3 separate regions of the Zea mays genome follow, and all the other regions are linked to region 3. The links are chromatin contacts, called in public Hi-C maps. All regions are on one chromosome and are shown on one strand. Each heading gives the region's core, a stretch centred on a gene start, on an enhancer-like site or on the middle of the called end of the contact. The rest is flanking DNA. Distances are from core to core; before and after follow the strand shown.

Region 1 (3,578 bases), core at 599-3,098, 85 kb before region 3:
GGAGATTTGTGCAAACTAGCTAGTCATGTCTTTTAGTTTTGCACACCAGGTCTTTCTGTCTTCTGTGCTTTTGTTTTGTTATATGGTCTTTACAATAAGCTTCAGTGAGTCCCACCATACAGTGGCTGTTGTGTGGGAATTTTTTTTAGGACACACCAAATAGCACATGGAATCAACACGGGTGCAGGGGGGCAGCCCAACAAAAAAGGACACCCTAATATGATATTTACAAAACTTAGTTCCCGTGAATGAACTAAAACATACATCTACATACACACAAATTCGACCAAGACATTTTGCTTTGTGCTATTTACAAAAAAAAAAAATGTGTAAAGGTGACCTGGCTGTATTCTTTTCAGTATTTCACAATTATGCAAGAATACTAAAACTTGAGCTACCGAACAGACAACTATTGGAATTCAGTTTAAAGTGAAGTGTACCTCTCACATCTGAAGCTTTCAAAATGTCATCTCCCCATAGTTAGAACGAATTCATCTCAAGACTGTAGGTCCTCTGCTTGAGAAGCATCCTCACCGCTGTCCTATACGGCTCCTCGAATGCATCCAACACCCAGGCTGCACCAGCAGCCCCATTCCAAACTGTGTCCCATGTTCCTTCCTCACTTGGCTTGATGGCCACAAGCGTTGCGCCATTTAGCACCAGCCCCCCAGGCAGCTCAATACATGGTGCGTACCACAGCCACATGCTAAGCTCTGGCATGAGCGTCCGGTGTGAGCCCCTAGATGTTGATAGCGGTCTCACCCTCAGCTCCTGCAGTTGGCACTTGTCCATGGTGAGCACTCCCTGGCCATCAGCATCTGTCAGGTCCAACCTCTCGAGCGTCTTGTGATCAGCAATGATCGGCTGCAGCAAGTAATGCCTGGCGGCGGCCGCAATCAATGAGCTGATTGTCCAAACCACCCGCAGCTTAAACCCCCCGTTTGTGTAGAACGACTCCGGGATGCTTCCTGAATCGACACATTCATCAGGTTCAGTGCGGCCACCGTCAACAGAGGGAGCGGTGCTCGTGCTATCTGAGTCAGCGGAGGAGGGCGAGACCGAGGCCGAGGCCGAGGCCGAGGATGCTCCAAGGATGACGCAGCTGCCCAGTGTGGACCCAAAGTCGGCCTTCCACTTGAGCATCACGCCGTCGTCCATATCGAGCTCGCCCGCCGGGAGCTCGATGCGAAGGTGGCGGAGCTCTTTGAAGGAGCGGAGCACCTCCGAGGGAGAGTGGTGCGACACATCCGCAAGAGGCAGTGGCAAAGATGAGGAGGACGACGATGGCGAGGAATCGGAGGATGCCGGAAAGCCAGAGGCGGAGTTGGCGGGGGAGAGGATCTGACCGAGCGCCTGTATGGGCTTCACGATGCCGCCGAGCACGATGCGCGCGATCTGTGAGAAGACCCCACGGGCTCGCACGGACGCCGTAGGAGAGAACGGCGTCGACGGCGAGGACGAGGAGGGGGGCTCGTCGGGGATGACGCAGTCGACGCGGACGAGGACGGAGTCGACGAGGGGGACGAGCTCGTGGAAGCGGAGGGAGACGAGGGAGCAGCGGCCGAGCGCCTTGACGTCGCCGATGCGGTTGAAGATGACGAGGAGAAGCGCGTCCGGGAGGCGGTCGAAGTGGTCGTCGCCGGCGGGCCCCGAGAGCCAGCGCTCGTCGCCGCCGAGGTCGCACCGCGAGCGGCGGGAGCACGCGGGATCCTCGGACATCGGCGGCGGCGGGCCAGACTGGATCTGGAGTGGGGAGGTCCGGAGGGAGGGGGAGCCAGCGAGGGAGGCGTGGGAGACGCGGGCTCGCGACGAGGAGCGTAGAGGAGAGGAGAGCGAGGAAGTGATGCGGGCTGCTCTCTTGTTGTTCTCGTTTGGGATTGGGAAAGGGACAGCGTCCACCGTCCAACCAAGGCCCAGCAATTTCTCCGTTTGAAAATACTAAATTTCTACCATGACTTTTCATTTAAATGAAAAAACGAAGTAGCTTATTATCTCTTTGAAATAATGAGAAATAACACGGGATGAAAGTGGCCATCCAGTTTAAAGAAGAACAAAATCGACACGACATTTTCTTACTAAGCAATAACCAGCTTTGTTTGGAACATCAAATATAACGGTAGTAAAATGCACGCATTAGGCCTCTATTTTTCTTTTCATTATCTTCTGCTGAGCTTGTGCATAGGGAGGCAGATCCTCTTCTATATGTAGGGCTGGGCATTTTTAACCCGATAACCGAAACCGAATCGAACCCGAATAGACCGAATAGATCGGTTTTCGGTTTTCGGTTTTCGGGTTCGGGTTTCGGTTCATAGATCTCTTCTATTCGGGTATCGGTTTAGGGTTCGGTTTCCAGCCATCCAAACCCGATTAGACACAAAGAACCGAATTATAGTGCTCCTCTCTCTGTCCCTCGGCCCAAAACGTGAAACCGAGATAGAACGGCCCAACTCAGGCACCGCACAGTTCGGTTAGCTTACCTTGCCACAATTCGGTTAGCTTACCTTACCAAGAGTCCAAGACTCCATCACGGCATCACTCCAATCCAACTGACTACTGAGGCACGCCGACGCCGCACGCCTCGCCCGCAACCCTAGCCCGAGCCGCACAACGCCGCACTGGTCCGCCGCCGCTCTGCCGTCTCTGCGCGTGAGCGCGTCGATCATCCACCGCCCTGTCGCCTCTACGGCTCTACCCTCTACGCGTCTGCCGCGCGAAGCGCCAACCCTACAGGCCTCCACTCTGTACCGGTCTCCGCGGTCTCGGCGACTCGACTCCGCACCGGCGACTCGGCCAGCGTCGATTCACCGCACCGCGTTCTGCACTTCTGCTCCAACTCCGGCTTCGGCGTCCTGCTCCTCGGTGCCCACGACCCCGCTGCAGACCGACCCAGCACGCAAGGTAAGCTAATCGAAGGCACGACGACAACCAGCGAGGAATCTTGCAATGTAAGCCGACTTCTCATTTGCAAGCAAATATGAAAGCTGTTGCAAACTTGTTGTTCCAATTTGCATGCAAATATGAATGCCGCTGCAAGCTTGTTGTTTGAATAATTGAATTTCCAACTAGCGTCACAAGCAGAATTTCCAACTAGCTGTCGAATTTCCAGTGTTGCTTTGCTTATTTGCAGATGTCACAAGCAGAAGAGGCAATGCCTCAACTAGCGTTGACAGAGAATGTTCGAGTGGCAGAGAACCCAACTGAAGAGCCTGAGAAAGAGATTGCTGAAGCAGCTGTAGAGAAAGAGGTGAAGAAAAGAAAAGCTATGGCACCTAGATCAGAGGTATGGCAAAGCTTCACTAAGATCATAGACAATAATTCTAGTGTTATGAAGGAAGCTAGGTGCAACTATTGCAAGATTGTTATCAAGTGTGAGGCAAAAGTCAATGGTACATCTGCATTAGGCAAACACTTGAAGGTATGCAAAAAAAATCCTAATAAGATCAATGATGACAAACAGCCTGTTTTGCAAGCATGTAGTGAAGATGGTAGTGGGTCTAGCATCACTGCTTGGAGGTTTGATCCAGAAATGCTTAGGGTGGCTTTTACTGAAATGTTAATTACAGATGAGCTTCCATTTG
Region 2 (3,983 bases), core at 581-3,080, 130 kb before region 3:
CCTGCGTCAACAAAGACAAATAAAATGAATCATATAAGCATTTTAGATAAAGAACGGCGCACAAAGTAAATAAACAGATGAAGCATGGGCTCAAAGTTTCATACACATGAGAAGCAACAAAAACAACATTTCTTTCATTGAATCAAAATTTCCAGTATCTCAGAAAAAGCAACAAATATCCAATAAAAAGATCAACAGACAATACATATAAAGCAACATGGCTCTCTCAAAACAATTGTATTGCAGCAGGAATAATTTTTTAAACAATATAATTAATATGCAAAGCAATAACCTCTCAGATGAATATTTGAGTACTAGGAAAGCTTTGGCAATGTATTAAGTACCAGAGACAAACTGCACATCATAGAGTAGTTTGTGAAACACAAACTTGCATCTTATTTGTCAGAACTGCTATAACTGGCAAAAGGAGCAGACAGACTGAAAGCTCTGCAATGATAAAGCAACATACCCGTTCTCTTTTGTTTAGCTCAGCCTCCATAGCCTGGAGTTCTTTCTCCTTTTTCTTCAGATCCTAAATATCAACATCAACAGATGTAAGAAATAGAGAGGGAGCTATCCACATGTAGACAAATCAGATAAATAATCAAAACCAACTTGGCAAGTTGGCATACCTACAGTACAACGAATGACATACATGAGCTCACACATCATGAAGGGTGCATGTATTCAGTTAGAAAAGGAAACTGGGTTAACTCTTCCTTTTTTACTCAACGGGAAAATAGTTCTCAGAACTGTAATTTGGTTCAATTGTGCAGTGATCCAGGTAGAAAGAGATTATACCTTTGACGACTCGAGAGGAATGTCCACATTGTAGAAATCAGCCGGTTCATGTGATAGAGGTGAGAGACGAGAATTGGTGGCAGGTGGAACACTTCCACCCTGCAAGATAGGGAATAGTTGGGAGACTCAGCTCAGTGATCATACTATTTTATATTTTGTACCAGCTTCAGCTGGATTGTTATTCTGCACAAAATAGAGCAATCAACACATAATATCATAATAAAACGAAAAGCATGTGAAATAAACCAACTTAAACAAAGACACCAGCCGATTAAATTCAAGCGGGTTGAAGACTTGCTGCACAACAATACTTAAGTTTGACAGTTTGTGTTGTGTTAACCAATTACCAGTAAACATGCATGATCAAAACCTGGCAAGCCATATAAGGTGGCACCGGATCAGGAAAGTTGGGAGAAGCCCTGCAACACAGGCAAAAGGCCACCGGGTCGCATTACCAAGCTATTGACATTTGATACTGAATCCAAGTCCCAACAACTAAGCCAGCTCAATGCAGAACCGCACATCTCACATCCAACCTAGTTCCAGACATGGGCACGCACAGATCTAGAGATAAGCAGCCCCTCCCACGAGTGTTCTAACAAAACCTTCACAGCACACATGAAACATGATTACCAGACTCTAGACTAAGCGCGTATATCCGCAGGACCGCATCTCGCCGTCTCGTACCCTTACGACGCTCAGAACCAGAACATGAACAGCAACTAAGCCACAGATCTCAAATGCGAGCGCGACCCGGAGGTGATCGGATCGGAGAAACACGCCAACTCCCCCCCGAGATCTAGGCGAGTGGAAAGGCCGCCGAAGGGACAGGGTAGTGCGGGTGACTAAAGGAGCACTCACCGCGAAGGGGTTGACGTTGTCGTCGTCGAAGCCGTTGCGCCCGTGCTTCCCCGCCATCGCCGCCGCCTCCTCGTCCAGGCCTCCGGCGTCGGGTGGTGGCCAACCGGCAACTGCTGCTGGTGGTGTGCGTGCTGGCGTACTGCTGCTACCTGCCGCGCTGCCTTCGACTTCGAGTATGCAGAGCAGAATGGAAAACGAGGGGGTGCTGTGCAGTTTGTAGTCAATGACAGGTAGGGTTAGGTCTGTCTGTCCGGTGGCCCCAGAGGTCTAAGAGGCTAGACTGACCGTACGATGCGGGACCGGACCGTGTTGCTATGCTTGTTGTTGTTGGCGTGGCGTCGGTCCCTTTTCCATCGCAAGTAAATTTGAGTGCGCGGGATGGCTGAGCCGCTAGCTGCATGCGGGCCGCAGCCCGTAGCCGCTTCGGCACTGCAGGAGGACTGGAGCAGCCGAGTCTGCGGGGCGGGATCGGCCCAACAGGCTTTTCCATGTCAGGGACAGGCCGACAGGGGCAGCGTTTGGTTCCCTGAGACTGAGCGCAGCGGTACCCCCTTCCCCTCCCCTCCCCTAGCACTGTTCACGATTTAGGGGACACTTTGCACCCCTAGCCGCCGCATCGGTCGCCGCTACCCGCTCTTCTCCACCGCGACTCTCTTCTCTCTCACGCCAGATGCAGGGCGTCACTGTGCACTCCCCCTCGGCTGCTTCACGCGGAAGAATCCGCCCGCGCCACCGACCGGACACTTCGCGCTCCTCTTCTCTCCCGTTCGAGGCGTCTGCGATTCGGCGATTTCCGGCGAGGGGGCGGCGATTCGTCCGCGGGAAGGTAGCTTCCGCGCCGGTCCCCGTCGGGTCTGTGGAAGACGAAGTGGAGGTGGTGACCAACCAGCTCCGGTCGCGACCAAAGACGAAGCGGCCGCACATCCGACTCCGTCGAGGTTCGTCGCGACAGCTTGCTTCGTTTCCCGCTCCGACCATCGACGCGTTCCTCGGATCCGGAAACCTTGGCTTTGATTCATCTTCGTTCGGCCCAAATCTTCGCATCTTCAGGTACGCCCTTCGTCTCCTATGGTTTCTGTTCTTCATGTGCACCTCTATGATGAACTAATTACTACACGAATCGACTAATCCTGTTAACCGTAACTAATAAATCCGAGAACACCCGATTTATCCGCGGTGCAAACAACTCCACGGATCTGGTGTGCCTTTTAGGGTTACACATTTATATGGTACTGTCCCGCTGAATATCCTTGACATTTACTGGAACACATGTTACTGCAAACTATTACGGCATAATGGTATGGAGATTGCCATATTTTGTAATGGTCTGCATATTTACAGTACGGTTTCACTTCGCTTCTGCCTTTGTGATGTGACAAAAAATTTTGCTCCCCACTGTCCACAACAATAGACCATTTTAGTAAAGTACCAGTAAGATTCATCCTAGGGTAAGCCAAAATGTGTTACCTTAGCCTAGCAAGGGTAATGGACATTGTTTATTACAGTTCCTAAAACTGTCATTAACATTTCAGAGGCTCCTTTACTTCCTTAGTTAATATGAATGATGTCCAGTAAATTTGTTAGGTCTATGTCCTACCTTATTGTATTGCTCTACTTCATCTCAATTTTTTGTCAACCTTGGATACGACTGGAGGATACTTAATTTTTTTGGACCTTGATATACTTGGTTTGTATATTGTTACAACAACTACATGACTTTGTTCTGTTCTCCGAAATATGGCTGAACACACATATCTTTACTATGTGTTGTTATATTTCCTTACATTCTCTACAATGTCTGTAATTTGTTTTGTTGTAGTAATGTGTACAACCCTGACCTTTATCACAATATCTGCCCATGAACATTTAGTTTACTTCAGCAACATATGCTATGAGCACACAGTTCTTGATTTTGTCGAATTTGTTTCTGCTTACATCGAGTAAATTGCTTGTTTTTTTGTATCCTTCAAGTTGTGTGCAACACTTACCTATTTGCACAATATCTGTCGATGAACTAATCAGACAACAACGAAGTAATGACCCTGCAATGACAAACATCTTTAATCCGTAGTACTAAATTTTATTTAATTTTCATTGTCACACATTGCCCTAACCAGTCAAAACATTATCAGTGTTATAGTTCAGTAAATTTGTTATGTTCCTTCCTGCTATATGCCTCCTGCATTTTAAACCATTACTTGTCTCTGCCAAAAAATTTTGGTACTGGTTTTGGGAATTATTTCATTCGTATAGCCTATATGGTTTATAAGGATATGCACGTGTTTCTTCATATATTATTCTTTGCAGCACACTTCCAAATG
Region 3 (3,721 bases), core at 139-2,638:
ATAGATTTATCAGGAAACGGCTTCCGTACAGCTTCATTGCACAGTTTTTATTATCAATAGAGTTAACAAAAAAAATGATGCCGTCAATGAAATGCATTAACCATGCGTGTACCTACTGACAAAATGATCTCAAATTACAAAAAGTATGAAATTCATAAAGGTACAGGTATACATACATATGCTTACAAGCCTTTCATCATCCGTCTTAGTCCAATCTAATCGCTATTGGAACTACGATGCACCAGAGTATATAAATGCATGCTTAGAGGGCACATTGTTGTTGCTACTTGGTGCCACCATAGGGAGCACAAGGAGCAAGAGCACCATACGTGGGAGGGAAAGTGAGAGGAGCACCATAAGGATGAGTATATAGAAGAGGACCATTCGAGCAATATAGAGGAGGATCGTATGGATACCATTTATAGATACAGAGAAGGATGCGAATAAGTGAAAGGTTATAAAGGACGAGTATCGATGGAAAGTGCTTCATTAGTCTAGGAGGAGCGTCGATTGTTGGAGGCTCAATAAGAGGAGCATCGACACATGGTCACATTGATATGAAGAAGCATATGAGTATGGAAAGAGAGGTTGTTGAGTTAGACCACGGGGATGAGCAAGACCTTTCTATCGCCAATGGTGGACTGGAGAAAAATTGTCGAAAAAGATTTACCTCACACCGACAAAATCTCAGGATGTCACGGAGATTGCTCATTGAGCAAGTCTGTGAATGTTTCATGTTAGGGCTCCACCTCAAATCCATATCGAAACAAAAGTTCAAAAGCAAATGCATTAAAACGAGATTAGAAGTGTGTGAATAAAAGAGAGAACTTGATAATTGGAGTTGAAAGTGTGCAAATAAATCCAAGTAGCCTCTCTATTTTTAGGATTTTTTTTAAAAAAATTCAAACGAATGAAACAGTTTGGACTAATAAAAAACGGTCACATCATATATTGACCATTGTTACCATCCAGCCCAATCGGTAACGACTATGGCATCAACATGTCGATTGGCCGGTACCGACCAGCTGATACCAGCAGCGCCCAAACTAAGAGCAAGTATAATAAAAGGTTATAAGCTCACTAAATGCTGAGGTGCGGAGAGGAGAAAGAGAGAGGGTGGATCCAATATTTTTGGATTTTTTTAACCACAGCCTGAAAATTCACTCCACGGTGAGTCGAACCCAGATCTGAGCAGTGTTAATCAGACCACCTAACTAACTCGGCTAGAGACTCCTTCGCGCACTAATACTGAATATCTAGTGATGAGCTAAATGGTAGGTTACAAATATACTTGCAGCCATGGGTTGAAAACTTGCTCTAATGCGGCCCGTGTCACCCGCCCGGCCTACCAACTGGGCCAATCAGCCAACGTTATGCCCGTCCGAGTTGGTACCGATCGGCTAGAGCACCACGCCAATGGTCGGTAATGACAGCCGTCGGTACCAGCTTGCTGTAACAGTTTATTAGTCTCAAGTCCGTACATGTACCGATAACCAAAGTGACAGATACAGCAGCGACGCGAAGGCTCAGTTTGATTCGAAAACAATGCAGCAATAATTCCAAAGACAGCAACGAGTACGCACTAGATACAAACTGTTCTTTTTCACATCTGCTCTGTTCTTCTCTCGAATCATTTGCTGTCATGTCTTATCATGCAAGAACAAATGCCTGATAGTTATGCTTTGTTCCAGTGCAGGGTAAGGCAAGCAGGCAGCATCAAAGCAAATCCATCGACAGCGGAAAGGAAGGGGTGACGACAGGCTGTTTCGCTGTTAGACTTATTAGATTCACCAGATCAACATGCCAATTGAATTTCTATGCCATAGCAGGGTACAAGAACAGGTACACATGACGTATCAAGAGAACGCTACGCTACTAGTCAGGTTTTTTCTCTCACGATCAAACATCAATTTGCCATCAGGAAAAAAAAAGACAGATCCAGTAATAATGGTTCCTACATAAATGAGATCTGAGGAAAGAATAACTGAAACAACCTTACCCCTGCATTTTCTTTGTGTTGGTTTGATGACTAGTGAGGGCATGTTCGTTTTAATCCATATGAATTCCAGGGGATTAAATGCCTAGTAAGTCAAAATCTCTCTTAATCCATGCTAATCTCCTCCAATCCAATCCATATAACAAACTTGGAGGGGATTCATGGGAGAAAACCCCTTTCTATTGAATTTTATATATGAGGTGGGTTCCTCCCTATGGATCATCAACCTAGGATCTTTGGCTCAATAGTAAGGCTTCTCGTCACTCAGCAGGCCTGTCCTTTCTCCATTTGCCATCAGAATGATAAAATAAATATACTGTCAAGTCAATTTGCTTCCGGAGATTACGCTCCAAAAACTAAAAAATGTTGTTATTGAATCAACCCCCATAACAAAACATTTTTTTTCGATCCCGCAAGAGCACTGCGTATCATTATATAGGAAGAAAGCAAAGATATTTACAAGAAGGCCATGCTGAGCAAGGCCAGACAGAAACCAAAATCAGGACAAAAAAGAATGAAAAGAAAAACATTGACTAAAACTGGGTCTGGTCGGGGCAAAAATACGTGTCAAAAACACCATAAACTCATGCTTTAATCTGCCAGGATAAAAAGGGATCTACATTCTACAGAAAAGTGGTGGGGATGGTGGTGTGGTACCTATAACATCAGGGATAACAACGAAAAGTATATTTGTACATGCAATTTAGAACACCTCGTCTCTGTCTCAGCAAAGAATACAAAAATGTCCTCAAAATTAAGCCGCGCGAGGAGTTAGGGAGTTGACCACCACCAAGATCCAATTGACACCTAAATTGTCAGGGATAAGTTAGCAATAAAAATATATTAATGGCAATCAGGCATAAGGAAATCGATCAAGTATTTCAACATGAAACTAGAGAATCCCACACAGCGTGTATATAGATCTGTAGTACCTAAGTAGCTTCTAAAGAACTGCTGCATGAAAAACTACGCTTTTGGTGGATATTTGTCCTCAAAGTATGATCTCAGGCGTTTAATAAGATTTTCCATCAGCGACTCCGGAACTTTTGACCTACATACTCTTGCAGCATCTGATACTAGCTGCTTTCTGCATTACATGAGAAAAGCACAAGGTGTCAGAACAGGAACCATAAACATCTTGAGAATATTTAACCCAACAGAGCTTTGGTAATATAAAAAAGTACAGGATCTTAATCAACATATTTCCTGTAACCAAAGGTAGATAATTTGCACTGACTACAGCAAAGCACATCACCTCATTGCATCAAAATCTTGAGAAATGTCAGAACTTTGAATTCGACGCCTCTTTTGCGAGCGCATAAAGCTGTAGACATCATCCGTCCATACAGACATCCGAAGCTCAGAATTAGCTAACTCTGCAAGCCTGTTTTTTTCCCAGGGGGCAACAAAAAACATGACATTAGTATTACAAAATAAATTACAAGTGAGAAAATGATCAGCACAGAAACAAGGAAATAACATATTATGCATACACATCAAATCGAAGAAAAGAACGAGGTTTTCAAATGTGAACGTAAAATAGTTGAAAGCCCCATGCATGTATGTGAAATTAGCAGCATTAGAGTTGCAAGGACAAACAGCATATCCAAATCAGTCTTAGATTTTTTTTTTCTCGATCGCGCAGGAGAACTGCACGTCATTATATTAAGAGAGGAAAAAAGGTCCAAAGAGGACCAAAGTCCAATGCCTAGAGGGCAAGCAAAC

Evidence for each region. A called contact is a pair of places that touch in the nucleus more often than the background predicts.
Region 1: a contact with region 3 is called in a Hi-C map of leaf, with 5 times the contacts expected there. The contact joins the promoter of LOC100284879 here to the enhancer-like site in region 3. A contact is called at or near these places in 11 of 25 Hi-C or Micro-C datasets (ear, endosperm, leaf and 3 more) and 2 of 3 datasets of contacts at active chromatin or transcription factors (leaf and seedling).
Region 2: a contact with region 3 is called in a Hi-C map of leaf, with 6 times the contacts expected there. The contact joins the promoter of LOC103635827 here to the enhancer-like site in region 3. A contact is called at or near these places in 4 of 25 Hi-C or Micro-C datasets (ear, leaf and tassel).

The regions. Positions count from the first base shown.
Region 1 is chr8:124,953,091-124,956,668 of Zm-B73-REFERENCE-NAM-5.0, forward strand. LOC100284879 reads right to left here and starts at 1,849. Exons shown (of 2, transcript NM_001372147.1): 1 at 441-1,849. The coding sequence starts at 1,719. The coding sequence ends at 481.
Region 2 is chr8:124,912,825-124,916,807 of Zm-B73-REFERENCE-NAM-5.0, forward strand. It overlaps LOC103635827 (secretory carrier-associated membrane protein 3-like), which reads right to left and starts at 1,831. Exons shown (of 12, transcript NM_001346770.1): 1 at 1,663-1,831; 2 at 802-900; 3 at 470-532; 4 at 1. The coding sequence starts at 1,719.
Region 3 is chr8:125,038,308-125,042,028 of Zm-B73-REFERENCE-NAM-5.0, forward strand. It overlaps LOC103635830 (ubiquitin carboxyl-terminal hydrolase 25), which reads right to left. Exons shown (of 10, transcript XR_004852025.1): 8 at 3,252-3,380; 9 at 2,929-3,083; 10 at 2,509-2,803. Among protein-coding and RNA genes, the nearest start is that of LOC103635830, 21 kb to the right of the region's middle. Within about 2 kb of position 1,389, at least 19 of the 20 cell types and tissues checked have an H3K27ac peak or open chromatin away from gene starts, as enhancers often do. A contact at or near this core is called in ear, endosperm, leaf and 2 more, where this site is marked.